Regions from separate parts of the Mus musculus genome. Here regions 2, 3 and 4 are each linked to region 1. The links are chromatin contacts, called in public Micro-C and promoter capture Hi-C maps. All regions are on one chromosome and are shown on one strand. Each heading gives the region's core, a stretch centred on a gene start, on an enhancer-like site or on the middle of the called end of the contact. The rest is flanking DNA. Distances are from core to core; before and after follow the strand shown. Region 1 holds the start of Hlf (hepatic leukemia factor). Region 2 overlaps Pctp (phosphatidylcholine transfer protein). Region 3 holds the start of Tmem100 (transmembrane protein 100). Region 4 holds the start of Tom1l1 (target of myb1-like 1 (chicken)).

Region 1 (2,791 bases), core at 218-2,717:
GCAGGAGGAAATGAAGGCCACGGGACCAGCCGTCCATTTACCCGGAAACTTCTGCTCAGAGAAAGAGTCAGGGCTACTTATCATGAACTTCCAGTGCCCTTGGCCAGGGTCCGGAATTTCCTGAATTTTAGATTTCTCTTCTCTCCTTTCTTATCTCTCATTTTTTGGTAGTGGGGTGGGGGAGGGGCATCCCAGTAATATTTGCACCCCAGGAACCCAGTCTATGTTCACAAAAGCCTTTCTGCCTCATTGAAAAGCTTCTTGCAGACCCTTCCCCACAGGTCTGAGGAGACAGCTCACTGTGATATAGAACTAGCTAGACATGGGTAAGGCCATACATTCAACCATCAGTACTGCAAAAACCATCCCACATGCTCCTCCACGGGTCAGGGGGACTTAGTGCTGGATAGAAATGTGTAATTGGTGGGTGGGTGGGGGTGGAAAGTGGAAAGAGAAGCGTGGAGATGCGGTTCGTGTGTCTCAGTTCTCCTGGCTGGGGAGGCAGAATGCCTACATTCCAATCCATCCACTCCGCCAAGGTGTTCTCCCCCACACCCTCAGCAGCAAGGTCAAAAAACTGGCCTTTTCACAGCCTTCAAAAGGCCAGAGGGATGTGCTGCAGCCACAAACAAGATTCCCCTAATCTTTTAACAAAGAGTTTACAAATTTATTTTAATTAGTATTCAGACCTTCTAAGTTAGCCTAATTACAGCCATGCTGGGCCTTTTAAATACTCCTAACTTTCATTCCTTGTGTTTAAGTCTCTCCTGCTTTCCTTCCATTGCAAGCAAATGTCTGTCTTGTTAATTCCCTCGGACAGCGTGGGAGACAGTTCACTTCAGTCTGCAGCTCCTGTCTCCATTCTACGTTTTTGCACATTGTTTGGAATTCAGGAAAGTTGATATCTTAGGTCGGATATGCAGTGGGGCTAGAAGGAAAGTACTAAGCTCACCAGGAGCGAGGAGGAGAAATATCCAGAAGTCATTCGCTTCAAGTCTATCCAAATCTCCTAAACTTGTCCTGGGGAGCTTTAAAAAACATTGCTAGCCAGGACATCGCCCCGGGGGTTGGGGGTTCTAATTTAAGTCCGGAATGCCACTTGGCCATCTTTTAAAAATCATCTTCTTTTAAAATCACCAATTTATTTCCACATTGCAAACCACTGACACGAATTTCTCATTGTTCTGCTCTGGGGGGCGGGGGGGGGGAACGGAGGGGGAAGGGCTCGCGTGCAAAAGGAGTCAGGGTGAGAGTTAGCGCGCGTTATTCCCAGCGCAAGGCAGAGAGTGAAGCAGGAAATCTGGCACCTGTGCTTTTCGCAGCCCACCAACGCCGCAAGGGCCGGAAAAACAGCGCGTGCGGCGATGCTACACACGCAGCCCTGGGGGGGCGGGGTGGATGGGCGGGCCCGATTTGGGCCCCGCCCCTGCACGCCTATCGGCGCGCGGTGCGGGCCCTGACGTCACTCTTGTCAGGGCAGCGGCACATGGACTGCCTGATGCGCTGAGCCCGGCGCTGCGGGGCCGCGGAGCGCGGGGAGCAGCGGCCGCGGCGGGGAGGGGGGTGGGGCGGGACGGCACAGCCTCCGGTGCTCGCGCGAGGGGCCGGGGCCCGCGCTTTGCCTTCTGCTCATCTGCAGCCGTCTACGTTTTCAAAATTTCTCTCTTTCCTTTTTCCCCCCACCTCCTTGCAATTTTGAACATTTTGCAAGACTGAGTGTTGGAGGCAGGTGAGAAAGCATCCTGCACTGGGTCGGAGGAGTCCGCGGCGCTAGATGCGCCTTCCCTGGACTGTCGGCACTGAGAACACGAAAGTTTTTTTGTTTTTGTTTTTGTTTTTTTTTGATATTTGTATGCTGATGTATTTACAAAGACAGAAGTGATTTTTTTTTTTCTTCCTTGTCTGCACTGTTTTGAAAGCGAGTACTTTTGGTTGGCAAAGGACGGAGGAAACAAAGCTCATCAACATTTCGGGGCGGCGATTGGCCTTCTTTTTAAAAAGACAATTGAGTGCATCACGATGGAGAAAATGTCCCGACAGCTCCCCTTGAACCCCACCTTTATCCCGCCTCCCTACGGCGTGCTCAGGTCCCTGCTGGAGAACCCGCTGAAGCTCCCCCTTCATCCTGAAGACGGTGAGCGTTGCCTCGGCAGCTGGGCTCAGGGAAGGGACTACACTCCCAGGGACCCCCCTAGTCGGCTGGGAGGGCACCAGCATCTTTCTTCCCCTCGCCTTGCTTTAGTGAAATTGGGGGGCTTACTCCCTCTTTCTCCTCAATGCAAAGGGGATCCCTCCGGGGCAACATTTGAAATAGCGCTGGGAACCTGGCTCGCCTGCCTTTCTAGGTCTGTCCTCCTGCAGCGCAGGTGACAGGTGAACTTGACAGGTCAGGATCGCTGCTTTGAGTGACAGGGTGTGCGCTTCCCTGGGAGACTAGTGTCTCTGGGACTGGAGAGGAGAAAGGGCGGGAGGTGGCTGGTTGGAGCCTGGCAGAGAGGGGGGGGTCAAAGTAAATGGGGGTTCTCACTCGGCGGCAGCCTGAATATTCGGATCGTGTTAGTGTTTTGTGTTGTGAACTCACGCGGCATGAGCGGAGAGGCGCTTTCTCCCGCAGACCCGCAATTCACAAAGCGGGGTGGGGGTGGGGGGAGTGGTCTGTCGGCGGGAAGCGGTGCACGCCTCCAGCGCTGACACTTTCCCGGTGCTCTCTTCCCGGTGGGAGGGGAGAGCTGAGCAGGCTCACGTGTAACCGCGTGCAGGAGCCTCCTCTGGCTTGAGCCCTTTCTTGGTA
Region 2 (2,791 bases), core at 114-2,613, 400 kb after region 1:
GGATGTGGACGGGAGGAAGATCTACGTGGTCCTGGCCCAGAGTATCTCGGCACCTCAGTTTCCCGAGAAGTCTGGGGTCATCCGAGTGAAACAGTACAAACAGAGCCTGGCGATCGAGAGTGACGGCAAGAAGGGGAGCAGAGGTAAAGCTTTCGGGGCAGGGCAGCAGCTAAGCCAGTGCCATTTGAGTAGGAGGCAGCTTAGGCAAAAGCTTATCCAGTGAATGTAACCATGGCCCGGGAACAAAGGAGACGTGAGGTGGCCATGTGGGAGTGTTTGGATCCACATCAGAGATTGGCTAGGCCTCAGTGTAGATGTTCCAGTCTGATGCGGTGCACTCTTCTGCTTGTTAACATTTATTTATTTTATTCTTACATGTTCATTAGTGTGTTTTGCCCACATGCGTTTCTTGCCTGATGTTTGTGGAGATCAGAAGACGGCATCATATCTCCTGGGACTAGAGTTACAGGTGGTTGTCAGCCACTACGTGGGTGCTGGGAATTGAACCAGGATCCTCCTTAAGAGCAATACAGGCTCTTAAAAGCTGAGGCAACTCTCCAGCCCCACCCACCACCCATTCATTCTTTGTTGTCCAAATGAAATCAGAACATTGAAACCCTTGAGTTTAGAAAGAGTTGCTTCCGGCTTACCCTGTAGCTATAGGGACCGAGCCTAGACAGGGCTAGGGGATTGGCAGGTGTGGATTGGAGGATCCAGCCCTTCACACACACAAGGCCAGAGACTTAAGAACATCGAGTTCCAGTCTCCAAGAAGGAAAACGGGGCAACCGCATCTGCCATACCGGCATGAATGTGGCCCACAAAATCCGAACCCTAAGTCTGCTGCTTGTTAGGTCTGTCTTCTCATTTTTCTGAGCTTTATTTCCTCGTGTATGCTAACCGTCAGTTCCTTGGGGCTGTTTGGATAACGATGATGTGCAAACGTCTAGCGTTCATCAGGTGTCTAAGAAAGCACAGCCAAGTGTTTCCCTGGCTGCATTTTCAACAGTACTCCTGTGTCAGTAGCCGCAAGGCAGGTCGGGGCATTTCACGTGCTCCTTCCTCTGCGCTGTCTGGGTCCCAGTCGGAAGACGGCTTTGCGGAGCTTTGTTATTGTATTTTTCTAGCCCCCGTGTCCCCCCCCCCACTCCTCCTGAATTGTCTTCTCTTCTCTTTTAGTTTTCATGTACTACTTTGATAACCCGGGTGGCCAAATTCCGTCCTGGCTCATTAACTGGGCAGCCAAGGTGAGATCCCAGGAGTTAGGCAGTGGGGAGTGTGCATTTGACAAATGTTGACTTAGCCTGTGGGTTGTCACAAGATGCATTGTCCCAGGGTAACGAGAGTCTTTTATGAAGAGCTCGGTTGAGTGACTTGGTGATTATTGGAGTGGCCAACACCCAGGATGGAGGCTGAGACATAGGACAAAGACTCTGTTAGCCAAGAATGTCAGCCCTTCCCTGCTGGTAGCCACGGACCCTCCATGATTACTCGCTGGAACTTCCAGACGTAAGGCTGCCCCTTACAGGGACTCCAGTGTTTTCAGTATCTGCTTATGAGACAGTCAGACCTTGCTTAGAGACAAGCAGACCCTCCCTGGCTCAGAGGAAACCTCTAGTTCGGTTGTCTTTGCTGTTTTTCAGTCTCTCGGGCCAAGTTACAGTGGTAGTGACTCAGATCACTATAGGCTGCCACTCCTAGGGTCCTGCATCACTGTGACAATTCAGCAGGCTTTGTGCAGGTCCTGTGGTGAACTCCAGTGGCTCATGGGAAAGTAAGAATGCCTATAGGTGTCAGAGGCAAACAGATGCAATTCTGAACCTGGGCTCTGTTACTGACTGTTTTCTGTTAGTCAGGGAAGTCCAACTTCCTTTTTTTTTTTTTTTTCAAAAACTGAAGATGAATAATGCCCCCTGCATGGAGATGAAGTCAGTGAAACAGCATTTTTGCAAAGTCATGCACAGTGCTTGACACTGTACAACATATCCCATCCCCTAACCACAAACACTATTTTTTTTAAAACAGTAAGACAAGCCCTTCCACTTCTTTAAGGAAGTATCCAGCAATCTAATTCCGACTCTTGATTTACTTTGTTCCAGTCTTTTGTTTTGTTTTAATTTTTTCTTTCCTTTTTAAAAAAATATTTTTAAGAAATTATATGCATATGTGGATGGGGATGTGTGCATATGTGTCTGGAGGGTCCAGTTGGCCCTGGAGCTGGAGTGACAGGTGGCTGTGAGCTATCTGACATAGGTGCTGGGACCTGACCTCAGATTCATCACAGGAAAAGCATGTGCTTTTAGGCTGAGCCCTAGTCCTAGCCTCCCTTCCTTTTTAATTAATAATAATTTCAAAAGGAGCTCTGTAGTTTTTATTAGCAGAAGTCAACTCGAAGGCCCTGTCTTTCAAGCCTTTCAAGTCTGTCTGCTCTGGGTCTTGCCTTCTGCCGTTTTCTGTGACAGCGTCATGTTGAAATTGGATCAGGGGCCCCATTGTCTTTGATTACCCCCCAAACCCATTGTTTTTCTCTGCCACACTCCAGAGAATGAAGGATACATAGAAACATAGTCTTTTCTTTTGCAGAATGGAGTTCCAAACTTTTTGAAGGACATGGTGAAAGCGTGTCAGAACTACCACAAGAAAACCTAAGGAGGGGACTGGGACTCCGTCATCCATGAAGGACATCTCTGGCTGTGCTACACCACCTGAGGCTCGCCCTTCCATTCATACTTCCCATCTTCAAAGCGCTACTCATTCCCAAGCAACCTTGCCTCTGGCCAGCTCCATCGGCT
Region 3 (2,791 bases), core at 180-2,679, 360 kb after region 1:
AATGGAGTCTCACGTATAACTAGTGACATCGCTGGATGGCGAGATTGGGCATATTTGGAACCAGGGTATTCAGAAGATGGTGACCTAGGGTCTAGGCTACATCAAATAGAAACCCTCAAAGAGAGCTGCTTCCCACTTGGGAACTCCTGCCTTTGGGGCAAGACCTCCCTGATTCCTAGCACAGGCCATTTACTGTATATTAAGCAAATCCCCAGTAGCAGCCAGGAAGTTCTGAACATCACCATATCCTAGTGGAAGATCATTTTCCCTTGCTTCCTAAGCCGAAGGTAAAGAAATGAACCTACAGGGGAGAGAGGCATCCTTTCCCATGGCGAGCCCCAGGATGAAACGGTAAGGAGAGACACTGAACAGAGCTGTGCCTCCAGGGTGCAAGGCCACAGGTTTGCTGCTACTTCTAACTTGGAAGCTTCGGCTTCTCATGGTTTCAGGTGTGGCGCTCCGCGCCACTGTCCCAGCACAGTGTAAAGGCATCTGTCTAGGTAAGAAGATGCCAGTCTCCAAAATTAGACAACTCCTGATTTGAACTGGTAAATTTAAAGAAATGGAAAGCTCAGAGATTAACCAGAAATTGTGCCAGGAAGAAAAGGGTAGAAGCACCAGGGCAACCGGGGGCACAAGCATCTTTAACCAACTTTATCTCTTAAGAAGAAATTCAAAAAGATTTTTCACAGCAAAACATGCAAAAACGCCTTTGAATGTCCAGTCTTCCGCCCACAGGGTGCCTAGCTGGTATTAAACACCCTGGGAAGCGACACCTGGCCCCACGTGCAAATTTTCATCACAATGCATCCAGTCTCTTTTTCTGCAAGCTCTTGGTGCAGAAAAGTGAGGAAATTTCCCTGGTTCTTTTTTTTTTTTTTTTTCCTTTGAGCGCAGGGCTTGGGAAGGCTCAAGTTTAGAAAACTTTCCTGAAGACTTCCGAGTGTATGAACCGTCCTCCCCGGGCGAACCCCGGCAAACAATCTACAAGCCTCTCCCAGATCTTTCAAAGAGCAAGGAAACCGAGCCTTACCTTTCTCAGCCAGAAGTGGACTGAGACAGCAGCAAGCGGCGGCCAACAGCGAGGCCGACAGTGGGATGCAAATCACCATGCTAGGGACCGTACACAAAGTACTCAGCAAGATTTACAGACCATTAAGGGACCGGAGACAATTTGGTGAAAGGAAATTCCTTACTCGCTGTTGTATTTTACTCTACGTTTTCCTTTTCTTTTCTATTTTTTTTTCCGTGCCCACACCATCCACTGTAATTACAGGAGTGAATCCATCATAACCCAATTATTTAAAAAGTCACTAAAAATCTCTCCTGTTTTCTTTCCCCCGTTTAAAATCCTTATGCAAGCATTCTTTTTTATGGTTTTCTCTAACCTAGTCTTCGATATCACTCTTTTGTAGTGTGAAGCTGCAGAAAAGAACTCCTTTTCGGTCTTCTACATTAGCGGTGGAGGAGTAAGGGTAGGGGTGGGTGGAGAGATGGGTGTGGGAGGAGGGGTGGGGATGGGTAAAGGCAAGCCATTGGAGAATTCCGGAAAGGAGAGTGGGATCCTCTGCAGATTTGTCACCATGAGGTTTAAGTGATAAGAAGAGTAATAGATAGCGGCGCACTGATGGCACACGCCTTTAATCTCAGCACTTGGAAGGCAGAGGCAGGCAGACTTCTGAGTTCGAGGCCAGCCTGAAGAAGAGCGATAGATGATAAGAGATAAGGCTGTATGTAGTGCCTGGGTGGCCTGTCGCCATGAAGTCAAGCAAGCTGGTTCGCCAATGAGTGTTCCTTATGTGAAGATGCCAGATTGCATGGGGTTGCTAACACACTGGACTGCCACATCTCAGAAGAACTGAGGCCACCAAGAACATCACAAACAACGCTGTGAGGAGATTTACTACGTCAGAGAGAATTCCCCCTTACTTAAAAAGCATCTCCTCTTCCTTAGCAATAAGGAGCCGTTGCTTAGGGGGAGGGAGGGTCCGCAGTGGAAGGAAGCAAGAAGGATGGCCAGTTCCAGGACAAACAGGTCACTGGTGCAGGTCCCATCTGTGGGAGCCTGCCGGGGGCGTTTCCACTCTGCCATTGAAGTGCGCTGGCGGTTTCTCTTTGGGGAGCACACTTGTGCTTTGCATTTGGGGAAGAACTGCCCTCACGTGTGTTTGATTATTCTCCCTCCCTCCCACTTTCGTTTTTGCTTTTGCTTGGTGTGGTCGAGCTGGCTAGTTTCCAGCATCCCGGAAGATGCCAGTTCCTCAGGCTCCTCTCTGTCCAATCACCACATGAAGATCTCTGTCATCACAAAGGCCCGTTGAGTTCAGTGAAATTCGGGAAGCTGGCCAGCTTTTCTCCTAGCTAACTCTTTTTTTTTTTTAAAGGGTGTGTCAACAATTTTACTCTGAAATCAGGGGCATTTTGGAAAGTGATCTGTGTTTTTGTGTGCTTTGGGGATAACAACTCTTGTTATTTCCCCTCCCAAATATGCTCTAGGCAGTTTTCTTTTAAGTAGAAAGATCTAACAGTAGTAAGAGGAAGAAGAAAAAAATGTGTTTTAGATACAAACATGTCTTTACTATTTGTTGGTCAAGTTCCAGGCACAGGAATCTCCTAAGATCCACATGTGGAGAGAAAGAACAGCTTGGACCTCTTAGTTGCCTGTCCTGGCTTCTGGTGGCTAGCACTTTGTTCGGCCTTAACTCTAGAACCAACTCCCCCATTCGGAGTGGACCTACCCAGTCCACCGAATGAAGAGGAACGGAGCACGTGAATGTTCATAAGCATCGAT
Region 4 (2,791 bases), core at 96-2,595, 300 kb before region 1:
ACTGCTAAGCCATCTCTCCAGCCTTTGACTTTCTTCTTAATGTTGCCCCATCACACACGGCAATGAAGGCAAAATGATTTGCTAGGGACAGACAGAGATCAGGCTGCTGAGAGAGCCAAAAGAGGTTTTCAACATCAGCTGTAAAGACTACTTGACTGCCACAGTGGAGAGATCGCACCACATGAAACAGCTAGTGAGCCTGATAGGCATGTCCTATTTCAGGTAGGACTGACCTCATCATAAGAAACACCATCATAACAAAAATGCCGTATTTTACATTGTAGGATCCCGATGTTAACTCACTCATGGAGGAGGACAAACAGGGGGAGGTGGAGGAAGATTCCGGATCAATACAACAAATGATAGCCACTTGGAGCATAATGTAATTGGTTTTGACATCTATGCTAAAATATGGAAGACCAAAAACATGAGTCAGGCCAGGTCCTCCTGCTCTTTCTAGTCACCATTTCGGGGTGGGGGGAATAAACCCACTATTAATGTGAAGCTCAGTCCCAGTTAGCTACAGGAAGCAAAATCTACCAGCAGAGTAGCCCATCGTCTCAGGAGGCATCCTACAGATCAGAAGCATGGGTATCTGATGTTAGCCGTGCCGCGGAAAAGGAAAAAGAAATCTTGGTTCAAATAGAAACAGAGAGGTTTGGTTTCTTAATGTGGATTTACATACCAAACATATTTCCTGCCAGAGCCCCAGGAAAGGCCCCTCTCTCCTTTCACCATAAGGCTGGAAAGCAGGGTTCCTAGGAGATAGAGCTAGAAGCCAAAAGCTTGTGTGGTGGCGCCTCGTGGTCCCTCTTGGAAACGGGTGAAAAACAAAGCCCGGGCTCAAGGGAGGTCTTGGCTCTCCTAGACAGCCCATCCTCCTCCCAGTTCCGTAGATTTAAAGGGTAGGGCGCAAAAATCGGTTCAGGGACCTCCGGAGTGGTGATAGGCGAAGTCTCATTGTTCTGGAGGTGTGTGACTTGAGAGGTCTATGTCCTTGTCTGAATAAACCTTAGCAATAACCCTCGAGTCTGTGTTAGCAACTAATCCCACACTGTCTAGTCTCCAAAGAGAGGGGAGCGGTCTTCAGCCCTGCGGTGGAGATGTTGGAGCTGGACTCTGAGTTCGCAGGCCCGGGGTGCGGAGTCACATCACTCCACCCGGGCTCCCAGCCCACCTAGAGTCACGAGGTGCGGGAAGCGCCAGGAGCACGCGGCAGGTGCGCCAAGTCCCCCGGGTCCCCGCCCTGCTCGCTGCCTGGCGCCTCTCCGCGGCAGCCAAGCGCTGGAGCGGAGAGGAGGAGCCTCGGGCACGGAGCGGGTGGAGTCGGAGGGCGGTGGAGGCGGATTTCCTGGGAGGGCTCTCTGGAGCTACCATGGCGTTTGGGAAGAGTCACCGCGATCCTTACGCTACCTCTGTGGGTCACCTCATAGGTAAGGAGGCGCAGGGAGTAACATCCCGGCTGGCTTGGGGAACCGTGGGAGCTTTGCCGGTTCCACTCCATTCTCGATTGGAGGGTGGGGGGCGAGTTGGACCAAGTCGGAGGAAATGCTACCCTCCCCCGCAGCTTTCCCACGCCACCTGCGTGCCACCTGCGGCCACTTTCCACCTTTCTGAGTTTGGCTCACTCATACCAGAACCTCTCCGAAAAAAATGCAAAGTTCAAAATGCTGGGCGAGTGGAGCAAGCAGGTGGCCCGCAGCACAGCACTGCGTGGAGTATTGGGACCGCTGGGAGGAGAAAGTGGAAACTTCTTGACCCGGGGAAGGTTCTTCATAAAGTGCGTCGTCCACTCTCAGCACCTTATTGTTATACCCATTTTACAGACCAGAAAGAGAGATCTGAGACGCTAATTGACGTGATCTCACCCTGAGAGGCAGGTTTCTCCAAACCAATTTTCTCCAGCGCACAGCCCAAGCGATGTGAGCCGGCCTTTTGCTTAAAGAGGGAGATTGGGAGAGGGGCCGTCTGCAGTCACTGAGGCTCTTAGACCACGCATCACCCTCCAATCCAGCCAGCCTGGTCCTTCCTTATCCCTTGTGTTTGTGTTCTGAATTACAGAGGTGGATGCAGAAGTCACTGACTACATACAATTGGCTTTTTGCCACCTCAGCTCCCTTCTTTACCCTGCCCCCTCCCTTGGGGACAGGGTGTGGCACCAGGGTGTATTAATGACAGGCAAACTGTTGGGAACTTGGTGGGGTGATGAAATCCTATGAACCTGGTAGTTCTAAGACTCAGTCTCAGAAAGTTTAGATTGGAAGTAAGTTAAACTAACTGCTGCGGGGATGGGCCGCACCTTTGAACTTAAACCTGAGTTTCCACATCTTTACAATACTGCAAGAGAGCTGCCCTCTAGGAAAAGCACTGTAACTGCCCATCTCCTTGCTGAATAGTATGTCTTAGAACGAGTTCCGAGCAGAAATGGATCCTCGCTGAAGCTTCGCAGGCAAAAGGCACTTCGGCAATGTCCGATTATCCCTTAGTTTTGAAAACATTTAGAACTACTAGCTGGATGCCTTCGGGAAGGCATAGTCCCATCCCCCAGGGAACTTACCTGGTGATAAGGAGAATGGCCATATTCTGCAGCATCCACTGTTAAGATACCCTTATAATACTGAAAGATACCACGTAGTTTGCAAACAAAACTTTAAAAAAGGGAGAAACGAACTCGGCCACAGCCTTTGAAGTGTGAATAAGAGTTCTCTAGGAATGAGCATGTTGAGAGAAAGAAGTATCCAGATGGAAGAACAATGTGTGCCTAGCGACACGAGCAAGATGGCCCAGCTTT

Evidence for each region. Promoter capture Hi-C pulls out the DNA fragments that hold promoters and counts their contacts. Hi-C and Micro-C count contacts between places; a contact is called where the count stands out from the background.
Region 2: a promoter capture Hi-C map of the HPC-7 cell line shows a contact between it and region 1. The contact joins the enhancer-like site here to the promoter of Hlf in region 1. A contact is called at or near these places in 10 of 39 promoter capture datasets (the 3T3-L1 cell line, the HPC-7 cell line, embryonic stem cells and 5 more), 3 of 484 Hi-C or Micro-C datasets (cortical neurons and liver), 3 of 115 datasets of contacts at active chromatin or transcription factors (embryonic forebrain, hepatocytes and kidney) and 3 of 9 other capture datasets (adipose tissue, liver and pancreatic islet).
Region 3: a contact with region 1 is called in a promoter capture Hi-C map of embryonic stem cells. The contact joins the promoter of Tmem100 here to the promoter of Hlf in region 1. A contact is called at or near these places in 6 of 39 promoter capture datasets (the HPC-7 cell line, cranial neural crest, embryonic stem cells and 2 more) and 2 of 9 other capture datasets (adipose tissue and pancreatic islet).
Region 4: a contact with region 1 is called in a Micro-C map of embryonic stem cells, with 3 times the contacts expected there. The contact joins the promoter of Tom1l1 here to the promoter of Hlf in region 1. A contact is called at or near these places in 4 of 39 promoter capture datasets (the HPC-7 cell line, liver and stem cell-derived epiblast-like cells), 1 of 484 Hi-C or Micro-C datasets (embryonic stem cells) and 2 of 9 other capture datasets (liver and pancreatic islet).

What each region holds. Positions count from the first base shown.
Region 1 is chr11:90,389,593-90,392,383 of GRCm38.p6, reverse strand. It overlaps Hlf (hepatic leukemia factor), which reads left to right and starts at 1,467. Exons shown (of 4, transcript NM_172563.3): 1 at 1,467-2,134. The coding sequence starts at 2,020.
Region 2 is chr11:89,984,548-89,987,338 of GRCm38.p6, reverse strand. Pctp (phosphatidylcholine transfer protein) reads left to right here. Exons shown (of 6, transcript NM_008796.3): 4 at 1-143; 5 at 1,179-1,246; 6 at 2,583-2,791. The coding sequence ends at 2,648. Among named protein-coding and RNA genes, the nearest start is that of Pctp, 17 kb to the left of the region's middle. Within about 2 kb of position 1,363, at least 71 of the 459 cell types and tissues checked have an H3K27ac peak or open chromatin away from gene starts, as enhancers often do. A contact at or near this core is called in the HPC-7 cell line and pre-B cells, where this site is marked.
Region 3 is chr11:90,028,986-90,031,776 of GRCm38.p6, reverse strand. Tmem100 (transmembrane protein 100) reads right to left here and starts at 1,429. Exons shown (of 3, transcript NM_026433.2): 1 at 1,034-1,429.
Region 4 is chr11:90,686,155-90,688,945 of GRCm38.p6, reverse strand. It overlaps Tom1l1 (target of myb1-like 1 (chicken)), which reads left to right and starts at 1,345. Exons shown (of 16, transcript NM_001357543.1): 1 at 1,345-1,433. The coding sequence starts at 1,376.